Regions from separate parts of the Mus musculus genome. Here all the other regions are linked to region 1. The links are chromatin contacts, called in public Hi-C and HiChIP or PLAC-seq maps. All regions are on one chromosome and are shown on one strand. Each heading gives the region's core, a stretch centred on a gene start, on an enhancer-like site or on the middle of the called end of the contact. The rest is flanking DNA. Distances are from core to core; before and after follow the strand shown. Region 1 holds the start of 5430425K12Rik (RIKEN cDNA 5430425K12 gene). Region 2 overlaps Adgrv1 (adhesion G protein-coupled receptor V1). Region 3 overlaps Adgrv1 (adhesion G protein-coupled receptor V1). Region 4 overlaps Adgrv1 (adhesion G protein-coupled receptor V1).

What was found. Hi-C and Micro-C count contacts between places; a contact is called where the count stands out from the background. HiChIP or PLAC-seq counts read pairs in DNA pulled down with a chosen protein or histone mark.
Region 2: a Hi-C map of liver shows a contact between it and region 1, with 2.5 times the contacts expected there. The contact joins the enhancer-like site here to the promoter of 5430425K12Rik in region 1. A contact is called at or near these places in 1 of 39 promoter capture datasets (the C10 cell line), 2 of 15 datasets of contacts at CTCF or cohesin (CD8 T cells and the NIH/3T3 cell line), 4 of 484 Hi-C or Micro-C datasets (bone marrow-derived macrophages, epidermal suprabasal cells and liver) and 4 of 115 datasets of contacts at active chromatin or transcription factors (the NIH/3T3 cell line, bone marrow-derived macrophages, effector CD8 T cells and 1 more).
Region 3: a contact with region 1 is called in an H3K27ac HiChIP or PLAC-seq map of hepatocytes, with 5 times the contacts expected there. The contact joins the enhancer-like site here to the promoter of 5430425K12Rik in region 1. A contact is called at or near these places in 3 of 39 promoter capture datasets (hippocampal neurons, liver and neutrophils), 1 of 15 datasets of contacts at CTCF or cohesin (the NIH/3T3 cell line), 3 of 484 Hi-C or Micro-C datasets (liver and pancreatic cancer cells) and 2 of 115 datasets of contacts at active chromatin or transcription factors (embryonic fibroblasts and hepatocytes).
Region 4: a Hi-C map of bone marrow-derived macrophages shows a contact between it and region 1, with 1.9 times the contacts expected there. The contact joins the enhancer-like site here to the promoter of 5430425K12Rik in region 1. A contact is called at or near these places in 4 of 484 Hi-C or Micro-C datasets (bone marrow-derived macrophages, granulocyte-monocyte progenitors, myeloid progenitors and 1 more) and 1 of 9 other capture datasets (bone marrow-derived macrophages).

What each region holds. Positions count from the first base shown.
Region 1 is chr13:80,939,031-80,941,879 of GRCm38.p6, reverse strand. It overlaps 5430425K12Rik (RIKEN cDNA 5430425K12 gene), which reads right to left and starts at 1,477. Exons shown (of 5, transcript NR_103550.1): 1 at 1,226-1,477; 2 at 583-674.
Region 2 is chr13:81,368,339-81,371,187 of GRCm38.p6, reverse strand. The region is part of intron 83 of Adgrv1 (adhesion G protein-coupled receptor V1); the gene reads left to right. Among named protein-coding and RNA genes, the nearest start is that of Adgrv1, 260 kb to the left of the region's middle. Within about 2 kb of position 1,482, at least 9 of the 459 cell types and tissues checked have an H3K27ac peak or open chromatin away from gene starts, as enhancers often do. A contact at or near this core is called in liver, where this site is marked.
Region 3 is chr13:81,324,627-81,327,475 of GRCm38.p6, reverse strand. All of the region lies in intron 83 of Adgrv1 (adhesion G protein-coupled receptor V1), which reads left to right. Among named protein-coding and RNA genes, the nearest start is that of Gm32639, 220 kb to the right of the region's middle. Within about 2 kb of position 1,470, at least 6 of the 459 cell types and tissues checked have an H3K27ac peak or open chromatin away from gene starts, as enhancers often do. A contact at or near this core is called in hepatocytes and liver, where this site is marked.
Region 4 is chr13:81,231,635-81,234,483 of GRCm38.p6, reverse strand. All of the region lies in intron 85 of Adgrv1 (adhesion G protein-coupled receptor V1), which reads left to right. Among named protein-coding and RNA genes, the nearest start is that of Gm32639, 130 kb to the right of the region's middle. Within about 2 kb of position 1,398, at least 10 of the 459 cell types and tissues checked have an H3K27ac peak or open chromatin away from gene starts, as enhancers often do. A contact at or near this core is called in bone marrow-derived macrophages, where this site is marked.

The DNA.
Region 1 (2,849 bases), core at 228-2,727:
ACATGCAGAACCACTTCTGGAACTTGAATCATTGAGAGAGCATATGTATGCTGGCACTGTGGAATCTTAAACCACCTAGGATTAAAAACAATCAAAAACCTTTAGTCTGTTTGAAGATGACATTATGGAACCAAACCACTTACTACTCCTCTTTTCACCTGCCAATACAGCAAAAAGTAATGTTGAGGCTACCTCCATCGCCCCCCCCCCCACCCGCTTTCCTTCTTCTATATGTCCCTACATTAAAGAAGGTACTTGGGGGCTCCTTCAAGAAAAGTTGACTCCAAAGTGAGCTCCAGTGGTCAGCCAGGGCCCCATTTCTAGAGGGCAGAGTACAGTTCTGGTATGAGGGCAACACTGTGTGGCTGCCACACACCACTTCCCCCAACCCATCTGCATACATAGGCTGAGCACTTGCTCAGACACAGGGACCCATGAGAACAAGTCCAGTGTTGCTTCACCGATTAAAGGGCTCCCATGAAGACTCATGCAGCTAGTGCCACCCTACAGACTGCCCGAGCTGCCCACAGGAAAAACTAATTACATTCAGATCGCTGGAGAGCGGTCATCCAGAATACATACCTTGCAAAAACTTAGGAACATTCAGGTTGAGTAATGGTTCAGATGGTTTGCAAATAACACATGCTCGTTTTTATGTTGCTAAAGACTCTTTGCTAGGAAACGAAACACTTGAAATTTAATCTGTAATGTTCTCAAGAGTCTTAGGCCAAACCAACTCAAGCTGTGAACGCCTTGGCTCTGGAGAGCCAGGCAAGGGTCAGGGCAGGGCAGTCCCTGGCCTGGCCTGATGCCTCCAGAATAAACCAAACAGCCACCGGAAGTGGTTTCTGGGAGTCAGTAGGTGGCACACTTCCTCTTGAGTCAGAACTGAATCACAGCTGTGAGCCGCAAAAAGGATCTTTCTTTATCCCCTACCTTTTTTCCCTGTTCCCAGCAGTCACATTATCAAACTCTATCAAATGATGTGTGCCTCGCTTAGCTTAGCATATTCCAATGAAGAAAGGGAGAAAGAAAACCATTTGGAAACAAGAAGAGGGTGGGAAATACAGAGGCCTGAACTGAACTCTGACATTGTTTCATAACTAGTCACATTCTAAGAGATGCAAAGGAAAGCTATCTGTAGGTTTCACTGGGGTCATAAGGACCCCAGTTCTCCCAGCTCCTGTCTGACCCACTTCCAGTGAGACAGTTAGCTCTCACTTACATAAGCTGTGTTGCTTAAAATGGCCCTGCTTGGCTTTTCACTTGCTGAACCTGGCATACTCCCCTGTCTGCTGGACAGCCGTCCTCGATGCTGTCCCGAGCAAGGCCTTCGGTCAGCTCTGGGTGAAATGATCCTGTTCTGAATGTACTGAATGCTGTTGGCAATGCTGTAAATTGTTTTTAGTCCCAAGGAAAAGAACTCGGCAGTTACCAACAAGTCACAAAAACAGGCATACTTTCCCCCATCTTCTCCCTAGTGTAGTTCTGGGAATGCACATATATTTAACCACATTTTTATCTGATGACCTTTATGTTAGTATTGCTTTGCTGCTTCCTTTCAAGCCAATGTATTTAGATTGATAGCATGTTTATGAACATGACTTCATAGGCCCAGGCTAAATGCCCTATGTTTGTTTGACTCCTAGAAAACTGATAATCAGCCTGGAATCAGAAATCTTAGTACAATGCTAATATCTCATGGTTCCTGCTGTAAACCAGTCCAAAGTTTAAAGAACACGTTGATTTGTGTTCAGATTCAAGATAAACAGTAATCTGTAACTGTTTATATAGTCCTATGCTTAGTATATGCAGGGCCTTGGCTGCTGTCCTCAGTAGTGTGTGTGTGTGTGTGTGTGTGTGTGTGTGTGTGTATTTATGTATGAGTGTAAATGTGTGGGAGTGTGTGTGTGAGTCAGTATACAGGTGTGAGTGTGTTATGAGTGTGTGTGTGTGTGTGTGTGTGTGTGTATTTATGAATGAGTGTAAATGTGTGTGAGTGTGTGTGTGAGTCAGTATACAGGTGTGAGTGTGTTATGAGTGTGTGTGTGTGTGTGTGTGTGTGAGAGAGAGAGAGAGAGAGAGAGAGAGAGAGAGAGAGAGAATAAAGGGATCTGTGGAGTTGTGGGACCTTGCATAAGTCTCTGAACCTGTCTGAGCCTTCACTTCCTCAGTCTGCACAACAGGTTTCTAACACAAGGGTAGTCTTACTATGAGAACTGCAAGCTTTTCCATAGTGCCCAGGACAGCTCTTGTTTATGCTCAGTCTTTAAGATCAGTTTGTGCTTGTTCTCTTTATTTACAACATCTTTTCGCTGGGAGATATGAACAGCATTTGGACAAACGTGGGCATGCCAAGTCCCGTCTTGCCCAATGACATCATTTACATCCAGCTCCTGTAGCAATTTCATCCACAACACCTGCAACACATGTGACATCAAGTGGCATGTTGGACTCCTTCACAGACTGGTGGGGAAGTGAGCCAGGCAGTTTTCAAAGCCAAAGGCAGCTGTCTGGGCTGGACTGCACTGCCTGTGGATGGCAAGCTAATGGGAAAGGAGTCCTCATCTGACACATGGAAAGGAGTGCCTAAAGGACCAGTTGGGAGCGGGGCAGGGGGGGGGGGTGCAGAGCCAGCAGCAGCAGCAGCAGCAGAACTCATAGCAGCTAGATCTGGCACAGCCAGGTCAAACCAGGCAAAGGCTGGCCATCAGGGAGAAACAGACATTGCCATGAGAACTGAAAAGCCCTTCAGAAATTCGCATCTCCTGCATTTCCTTGATGCCTCTCTGCATTTGCTCCTACAGGGCATTCCTTCATTCCCAGATGGAAATGTGAACAGTAGAGGT
Region 2 (2,849 bases), core at 233-2,732, 430 kb before region 1:
CTGGAAGGAGTGAAGGGAGGGAAAAACCGTAGTAAGGGTGTATTGTAGAAGAATTTATTTTCAATTAAAAGATTTAATTTTGTTACTATGTCTGTATGGGGAGTGGGGGATATGCACATGAACTGTATAATGTAGCAGAGAGATGGTGGCATTGCACTCCGAGGACCTGAATTCATAGCTGTGGTGAGTCACCCAGCTTGGGTACTGAGAACCACTCGGCTGCTCTTGCAAGGGCAGCAAATGCCCTTGAATACTGAGCTGCCTCTCCTGCTCCAAAGTGAGGACTTTCCAAAAATGTCAGATTCTCCAAAACGAGAAATGGAAATGTTTACAGGAACACTGGCTTTTATTTACATTGACCAAACTTTAAAGTACTTATAGTATGAGTTGTAGAATTGTGTTATTGGGACCATTACAGTTCCAGACATGGATCTCCTATTTTTGGATCCTGCATCTTTGCTGAGTAGACATTATTAGAGTTTAAATTGCCTGGAGAAATGAAAAAACAAACAAACAAACAAACAAACAAACAAACAAGGGTTTGGGACCGTGGTTCTTTTTAAGGAGTAAAATGTCTCCACTTACCTATAGGGGTGACTTGTGAATATGGGGAAGACAGGCATGCCAAGATCTTTCCTTATCAAGACTTAGTTGATTGTCATGTTTGTGTGTGTGTGTGTGTGCGCGCATGTGCATGCATGCATATGTGTGTACATATGTGTCACAGAGAGATGGCTCTTCTGTAGCACAGGGTGCCCTGGACTTGCTATGTAGCTGAGGATGACCTCAAACTTCTACTCTTTCTGTCTCCATGTACAGCATACTGAGATTAGGGACTTGCGTCATCAGACTGGTTTAGACTATTATTTAGAATTCAGTAAACGTTGGGCTGTTTATCACGCCGCAACATTCAGGAATGTCATTGTACAATGTCTGCTTTTCAGGAATGATCCAGATTGCACACAACTCCTAAAAGACTTCCCCTTAGTCTGAGCCCTGTGCCATTTTAACTTTGAGGATGTTGCTGAAAATTGAGCCCAGGGCCTTGTGCATGCTAGGCAAACACGACCACCTGAGCCGTATCTCATCCCTTCATTTTGAAGGAGTATGGTACAATGTATTTGTAAATCATATTGTCAGGGAAATGTGCCTAAGTTTGCTTGTTCTCTAATTTTAGAAACATATAGAATATTGTATTACTAATTCACTACATATTTTATTATATTTATATTCTGAATAGGAGGTGGATACAAAAGAATTAATAGATGGTTCTTGTATTGAAGTTAGATGGGTAGGGATGTAGTCAGAGGGGAAAATATGATCAATACACATTTTTGGAAAAAAAAAATTTAGAAAAAAAGTGGCATTGACTACAATATACCAGCAGGTGGCAGTATAGGATTTTTCCCCACCCAAAACCAAAGTTAGTCTTGCAGAGTTGGAGTAAGGTTAAAAACTGAAGGATCCTTTCAAAGATTTCTTTGGCCTAGCTACAGAGTGTATAGCATAGCAAAAAAACATTTGTGAGTCTCTAGCTATGTTTTTTTTTTTTGTTCTTGTATTCAAAATTGCAGCGAACAAATTTGCAAATTAACACCCGAAAGCTTGTATCTACCTGTCCTTGGTAGAAATACCTTGTCCCACCCATCAGTTACTTTTAAATGCAGGGGCCATAGACGGTCCACCACGACATTTATGCTAAATAGTAACCTGCCTACTATTAATATAGAAAATTGTGCTTATTGAAATATCACAGACTTTTTGAGAAAAGGTTTATATTTTTAGCAGTATATTTCCCTCAGTGTCAAGTTGTGTTTTTTCTCATTTATCTGCAAGGAAACGCTTAAGCAGCAAGGTGTGAGAGCACTCTCTTCCAATGTGGTGGGAAACATAGCCAACAGCCTTTCATGCTGTTGCCAGATATTCCTGGGGAAAACATCTACTTCTATCTTTGGAACTTTTATCTTAGAGTCACATTGCCCTGTGTGCCCTGAGCGGGCTGGTGGCAGGAGGGACAAAGGGCATCTTTGCCAGGCGGGGTTCTCAATTCCAGAGCTTCTGTCGGGAAAAGCAACTCCCCAAATCTAAAAAAAGAACAGAAAGATAACCATGTTTGCTCAGATTAATAAATCTTGCCAACAGGAAAACACTTGATTTCTGTTTCTTTTTGTCTATGGCTTAACTTCATCTTCTGAAACTGAATAAAGATATCTGTCCAGAGACCCTTCATGTGCATGGCTGTGGCACAAGCTCTGTGAAGCCTCTCTACTGACTCACCATGGTCTATGTGACTAGCTCAGAAGTTGAAACACTTACGTGGTTTTATTTGGTTTTTACCTTATTTTTGTCAGCTAATGGATGTGCATGGATTTTAACTTCATCTTTCTCTTCTTCATGAAGGCGGAAGAGAATTTTATGTTAACTCTTAGGACTATTATCTAGAATTCAGTAAAAGTTGGGCTGTTTATCACGCCGCAACATTCAGGAATGTCTTTGTACAATGTCTGTTTTTCAGGAATGATCCAGATTGCACACAACTCCTAAAAGACTTTCCCTTAGTCTGAGCCCTTGTCATTTTAACTTTAAGTATCTATCATCTTGGAGACTTTCTAAGGATCACTGCATGCAAGACTGAACCCAAAGCCATATATGACTCCAAAACCCTGTCTCCTTCCAGTAGGACAGGACTTAACTTCCCCAAGTATCTTGACCTGTGGCATTGAAACTGTTAAAATAGGAAAGACATGTCTAGGGCCCCAAATGCTATTAACTAAGAACTCTGTCTGCCTGTCTATCTATCAATCATCTATCTATCTAAGTATATACATACATATCTGTGTGTGTATGTA
Region 3 (2,849 bases), core at 221-2,720, 390 kb before region 1:
CTTCTCACCACACTTAACTTGACTGTGATAATCAAATCACTGTGTCTGAGTTTAGCTGAATAAAAACTATGTTTTAAAACTCAGGGTAAAATGTTTACTTACTTGCTTATTTATTTCTGCACTATGTAGGGGTTACAGGGCTGCTTATAGGGGGAATTGGCTCTCATTCCACAATATACGTCCCTGGAGTCCAAGTCAAGTCCTCCAGCTTTATGGCAAGCTCCTTTTACCCTTGAGCCACATTGAAGGCCCCAAACTCTTCTTAAGGGAGGTTATGTTCTGTGTCAGTCACTTTGCTAACTCCTCCATGGGGGCATTCCCATATAAACCTTCAACAGAGAGTTGAATGATAGAATCCTGTGCCTGTTTTTAAACAGTTAAACTGATTTTATTTGAATCTGAAAGGGCCTTTTTTGGTAATTTGACTAAGATTATTTATGTGTTAAATAGGAATAAACTACTTAGGCCTAATTCCAGAGTAAGATTTTATGCAGATTGAGATATAACTATAAGCCCACATGTGATGACATATGGCTGTAAGACAGTTCCCTCAGGAGAATGAGGCACAAAGATCAAATTTGAGGCCAGCCTTGGCTAGATACTGAAATAGAGGCCAGCCTGAGCTAATCTACCACTCTGTCATCGATAAACAAATGTAAAAGTAGTTCAAATTTTTATAAATACTATTTTACTGAATAATTGAATTTTAGCAAAAGTGATGTTTTTCACTTATTTTTACCTGATGATACTGCTCTCTGCTCCTGTTCATCACATCCATATGTCACGTGATTTCTGATAAGAACTTTGGGTCTACCAGAGAATTTATTACCCACACAAACAACAACAACAACCTGATGCCAGGGATCCTCTGCTAATTACCAGTTACCTTAGGACCACACTGAAATATATTTTAATTACCTTCCAGATCTCTTAGGAGACCAGGACTCTTAAGTAATGTGAAGGTTTATGAGCGGTGTGGTTTTATAGTCTCTGCCCAGGTGTTCTCATCAAATCTCAAAGGGTTGTGATGTTTGTGACTGTGTCCTTTGTTTTTCCATTTCTAACTTTCAGGTATTAAAATAACAAATTGAACCAGAATAAGCCATTCCTCTCAGCACCATATACTCTTCCAAATTGTTTTTTGCAGAGGCAGACTTTTTTGCTAGCAATTATTATTATTAGCATGTGGCAAAGATTATATAGAAAATGCTTACTTAAATACATTTTATGAAATTTATTTTTAATTATAGCTTACATGGCATTATTTATCATTGTTGAATAGTAATTAAAAGTTAAAAATAGCCAATAATTTGGTTTAGAGGAACTTGATACTAAAATAATTATTTTAAGGTTTGTTTTATGGCGTAACTGTGGATTTTGGCTTACAAATTCAGGAGATGTCTAACTGATCTCTGACTTTAGCATTACTTATTAATCTCTGTGCCCTTTGGTCAGAAGTCTGGGGACTAGCCACATGAGCTGAGCATGGCTCAGCTAAAGACCTTGTTTGCTTTTCTTTGTGTCTGAGACTAACCTCTTTTAGAAATTCAAAACATCCTTCAAAAATTAACACTGATTTGGGGATTGATAGGAAAGGAGATGGCAAGAGAGTAAAAGGTGCACATTGGGTTCTAAACCACTGATCAATGAGTTGCAAGTCAGGGCTGCTGGGAGCTGCTGGTGTCAGGTGGGTACCCACCCCCACAGGGATCATAGATGGGTGGAGCCCAGCCTTTGGATCTCTGGATTTGCCCTTGGATAGTGAAATGCATGGGCGTGCCTCATCCTCAAATAAAGTCCCAAGATTAGAAACTTCAAAACAACACATTGGTTGACTTTGGCTCATGAATTCATATTTAATATGTCTAAACATGGAGACTCTGATGATAGGCTTCTGGCTATGATTACCAAAATCATTTGTTCATACATTTTAGTTTTTAATGAAAAAAAATCCATTTTGGTAGCAAGGTTGTATTGAAATGATTTGTTTTAGAAAGATAAAATTGTAAATAACTGTCTTAGATTTTGTGGGCTTAAGTGTGGCACAGGACCAGGACATGGGGAAATGGGATATGGCAAGGTATTATGGGATGTTCTTTGTATACAAGATGCTATTGGCCTCCCATTGAATATCTACTGCCAGGCTAAGTGCAGGGACCCCAATGGGGAAGTTAAGCCAAGGACTGTAGGTGCTGACAGGGTTTGCAGCCCCATAGGAAGAACAACAATATCAACCAACCAGATGCCCGGAAGCTCCCAGGGACTAAACCACCAACCAAGGAGTACAGAGTGGATATCCATGGCTTCAGCTGGATATGTGGCAGAGGACAGCCTTATCTGGCATCCCTGGGAAGGGAGCCCCTTGATCCTATGGAGGCTTGATGACCCAGGATAGGGGAACACTAGGCCGCTGAGGCAGGAGTGGGTAGGCGGGTGGGGGAGCACCCTCATAGTAGCATGGGAGAGGCAGGAGGGAACAGGGAGCTTGTGGAGGGGAAACTAGAAAGGGAATAACATTTGAAATGTAAATAAAAAAAATAACCAATAAAAAAAGAATGTCTACTGTCACTGCATCTGCCTTCTATTATATCCATGGGATCCTTCCGGAATCCCATCCTAGTAAGTTGATTGCAAGTAGCCTTTGTATTTAACAAGACAATGATAGTTTCTAAAACATGAATTAAATAATTAATTAAATAATTAAATTTAATTTAAAAATTAAAACTTTAAATTTCACTTGAAATGACACTTGAATAGTTGTATGATTTAACAATGTTTAAAATATATAAAGATACATCAAAGTTTGTAGTCTGGTGGTGGTGGCATATAACTTTCATCCCAGACTTTGG
Region 4 (2,849 bases), core at 149-2,648, 290 kb before region 1:
TAAAGATACACATTTATATATAATTAACTTGTCCCAAACTCTATCATGAGAGCGTTCCATAGGCTTTATAATTTTACTTAATGCACAACAGGATAAGAAGGCTAAATCTTTCCTTTCAGTGAAAGGCATGCCCCTAAGTTTCTCACAAGGATAAATGACAGTTGACGCAATTTACACCCACTAAGATTTCAGTAACTTGATGCAATAGCTTTGGCAGCAAACTTTTCCCGAATGGAAAGTATCAGATTTTCTGCAGTCTTTGGGGTCCCCATTGGCTTCCTTTGGAATTGTGCCAGGATAAAAGACTAGGGTTTTCCATCAGTGATTACCTGCTTTTCCCAAACTGAAGCTTTTTAAGAGTCTTTTTATTTCAGGCAGGGGAGTTGGTTTCTTACAGCAAGTGTCTGTGACTCAAACCATGAGAAGAAGAGGGAGGAAGGGAGGGAGGGAGGGAGGGAGAAGGAGAGAGGATGGGTAGAGAGGTGGGGAACATCTATGAGGGTGGAGGGTGAAATGATCAAACTCTATGAAAAATTTTAATTAAAAGGAAATTTAAAAAGTCGTCCATTCATATCACCCCTACTCTGTGTCAACTACTGACAACATTCTTCTACTTTACTGTTCTGTTCTCTGAATCACTGTGCCCATCTTTCTCCCACTGCAGGAAATAATTTACATTAAAATCACACATTCAGGAACAGACACACTAGGGAAACAATAACAGTTACCTAAATCAGAAGAAGATGTTGAAGGCGTGATTTACCTAACCCAGTTCAGAATTTTCACATCAATTATCAAGATAGATGCATAAATAGCCTAACAGAGCACACAATTTGACATAAAAACAAAACAAAAGAATCAGTTTGCCATTGTGGACATATAATTGAAGCAACGAATATAATCACTTTGAAAATGCTTGTAACTTTGGTCTTCTGTAAGAGACTTCATGGGAGAGCAAGTTATGAGGCTGGATTGTTTTAGCTGATGGCTTGAAAATCTGCCACAGGTGGAAGACTAAGCCAGCAGTGTCCTCTTACCCACACACTCCACTCTATGATCAGGGACATAGCTTGGGATCAATGGTAAGCAGTGGCGAAATGATATGACAAAACTCTCACATCTTCCAAGGATGTTGTGTCAAAGTTGTTCAACTTTGGTTTTAAGTCCTGAAACCAAGGATATACCAGTAGAATGAGACATTGTATGCAGAGAACTCACTTCCATGCATAAGGCCCCTTGCATTCTCAACAGAACAGGAGAAAATGTTACCAGTTAGGTAATAAGTGTTGATAAGATGAGAACAGGAAGATAATATCCAACAGTGTTTGCTTCTGTGCTTACTATCAAGTGTAACTCTGAAGATGTCCTTGTGACCAGCTATTACACTGGAAAGCTTCAGAAGGGAGACATCTGATCCACAGAGAGTTACATAATATGCATACAAAGTCACACAGCTGGGAAGTAGCTGACTGGGCTTGGAGCCAGCTCTAGGGTCAGTGATATAAATCATCAGCCTATGGCTCTATCAGAAAATTCCATTTGAAACTTGTATACCTTACAAGCAAGAGTAAATATTTGCAAACACTTTAAATTAGAATGGTATATAAACAGATGAAACAAGGTGTTTTTTTGTTTGTTTGTTTTGTTTTTTGTTTTGCAGGGCACAAAATAATGCCTTTTACAAAATAAAGCAAAAGTCACTTGGTTGCTTTGGGGTTTTATAAATATTAGTTAAGCCCTTTTGAAAGTTTATGTATGTGGAGATGTGAGTGCAGGTGACTTAGAAGTATCACATCCTTGGAAGCCGGAGTTACAAGCAGCTGTGAGCTGCCTGATGTGGGTGCTGGCACAGCAAAGCCTCAGCAGGAGAGTGAGCGTTGGTAACCACTGACCCCATAAGCCATTATTTTGTTCCATCTGATTGTAATCAATTTTATTGTTTTCTCCGGTAATAAAAAGTCTAGATGTAATGAATTGACCACCAATTTAAACTCTCTCAGAAGTTACAATAGGGACTAGGATCATTGTGACTTCTCCCGACTGTCCTCTTTAGACTGTGATTTTCATCTTCAGGGTGACAGTGAATTTAAAAAACAAACAAGCAAACAAACAAACAAACAAACAAAATTCAGACATTTTTCCAAGAGCTTTTCTCTTAGGAAGCCACACAGTATCTCTGGTAATGAGTCAATATCGAGGGTCAATGAATGCAGAGAATGCTAGTTGAATGAAAAACTGCAAAAGATTTCTTAAGATGGCACTGGTAATCAGGTAAAACTGATTCTTCCACTGTAGAATGAGTTTAACGTGGATACTGAGGAAGCCACTAGAGGTCTTTGTGATTCTTTCGGACAGAAAGCCACAATCAACCAAAGATTGCTTAGGGAATTTAATGCATTTGACAGAAGCACTCAAAACTACCCACATTTCCCAGTGAATAGCATCATACAGTTCTAAATATGCTATTGGTCAGGTTTAAGTTTCCTGGGGTGAAATTAATATAGGCACAAAGCTATAGTAAAAAATACTACGTACATATTGTTTGTGATGGGGTTTAAGAGTTATTCAAAGGACCGTAACCCTAAAAATAAAGATAGAAAAGCTGAAGAGCTGGAGTCTATTGTCATCAAATAGACTTGAAGTATAACTACACATTCATACACACAAGGGCACTGGAAGCCAATATTTTTTTCACATTTAGTTATGTAATAATAGTTTTCTATTTTGGTTTGGCTCTCTCTTCCTACATTGAAACACAAGTTTTAAATATGAAACATTTTCCTGGTCAAATAGTTGGTTTTGGCACTAAAGCAGAAGGAAGTGTCCACTGCTCTGCTTGCATTTGGCGT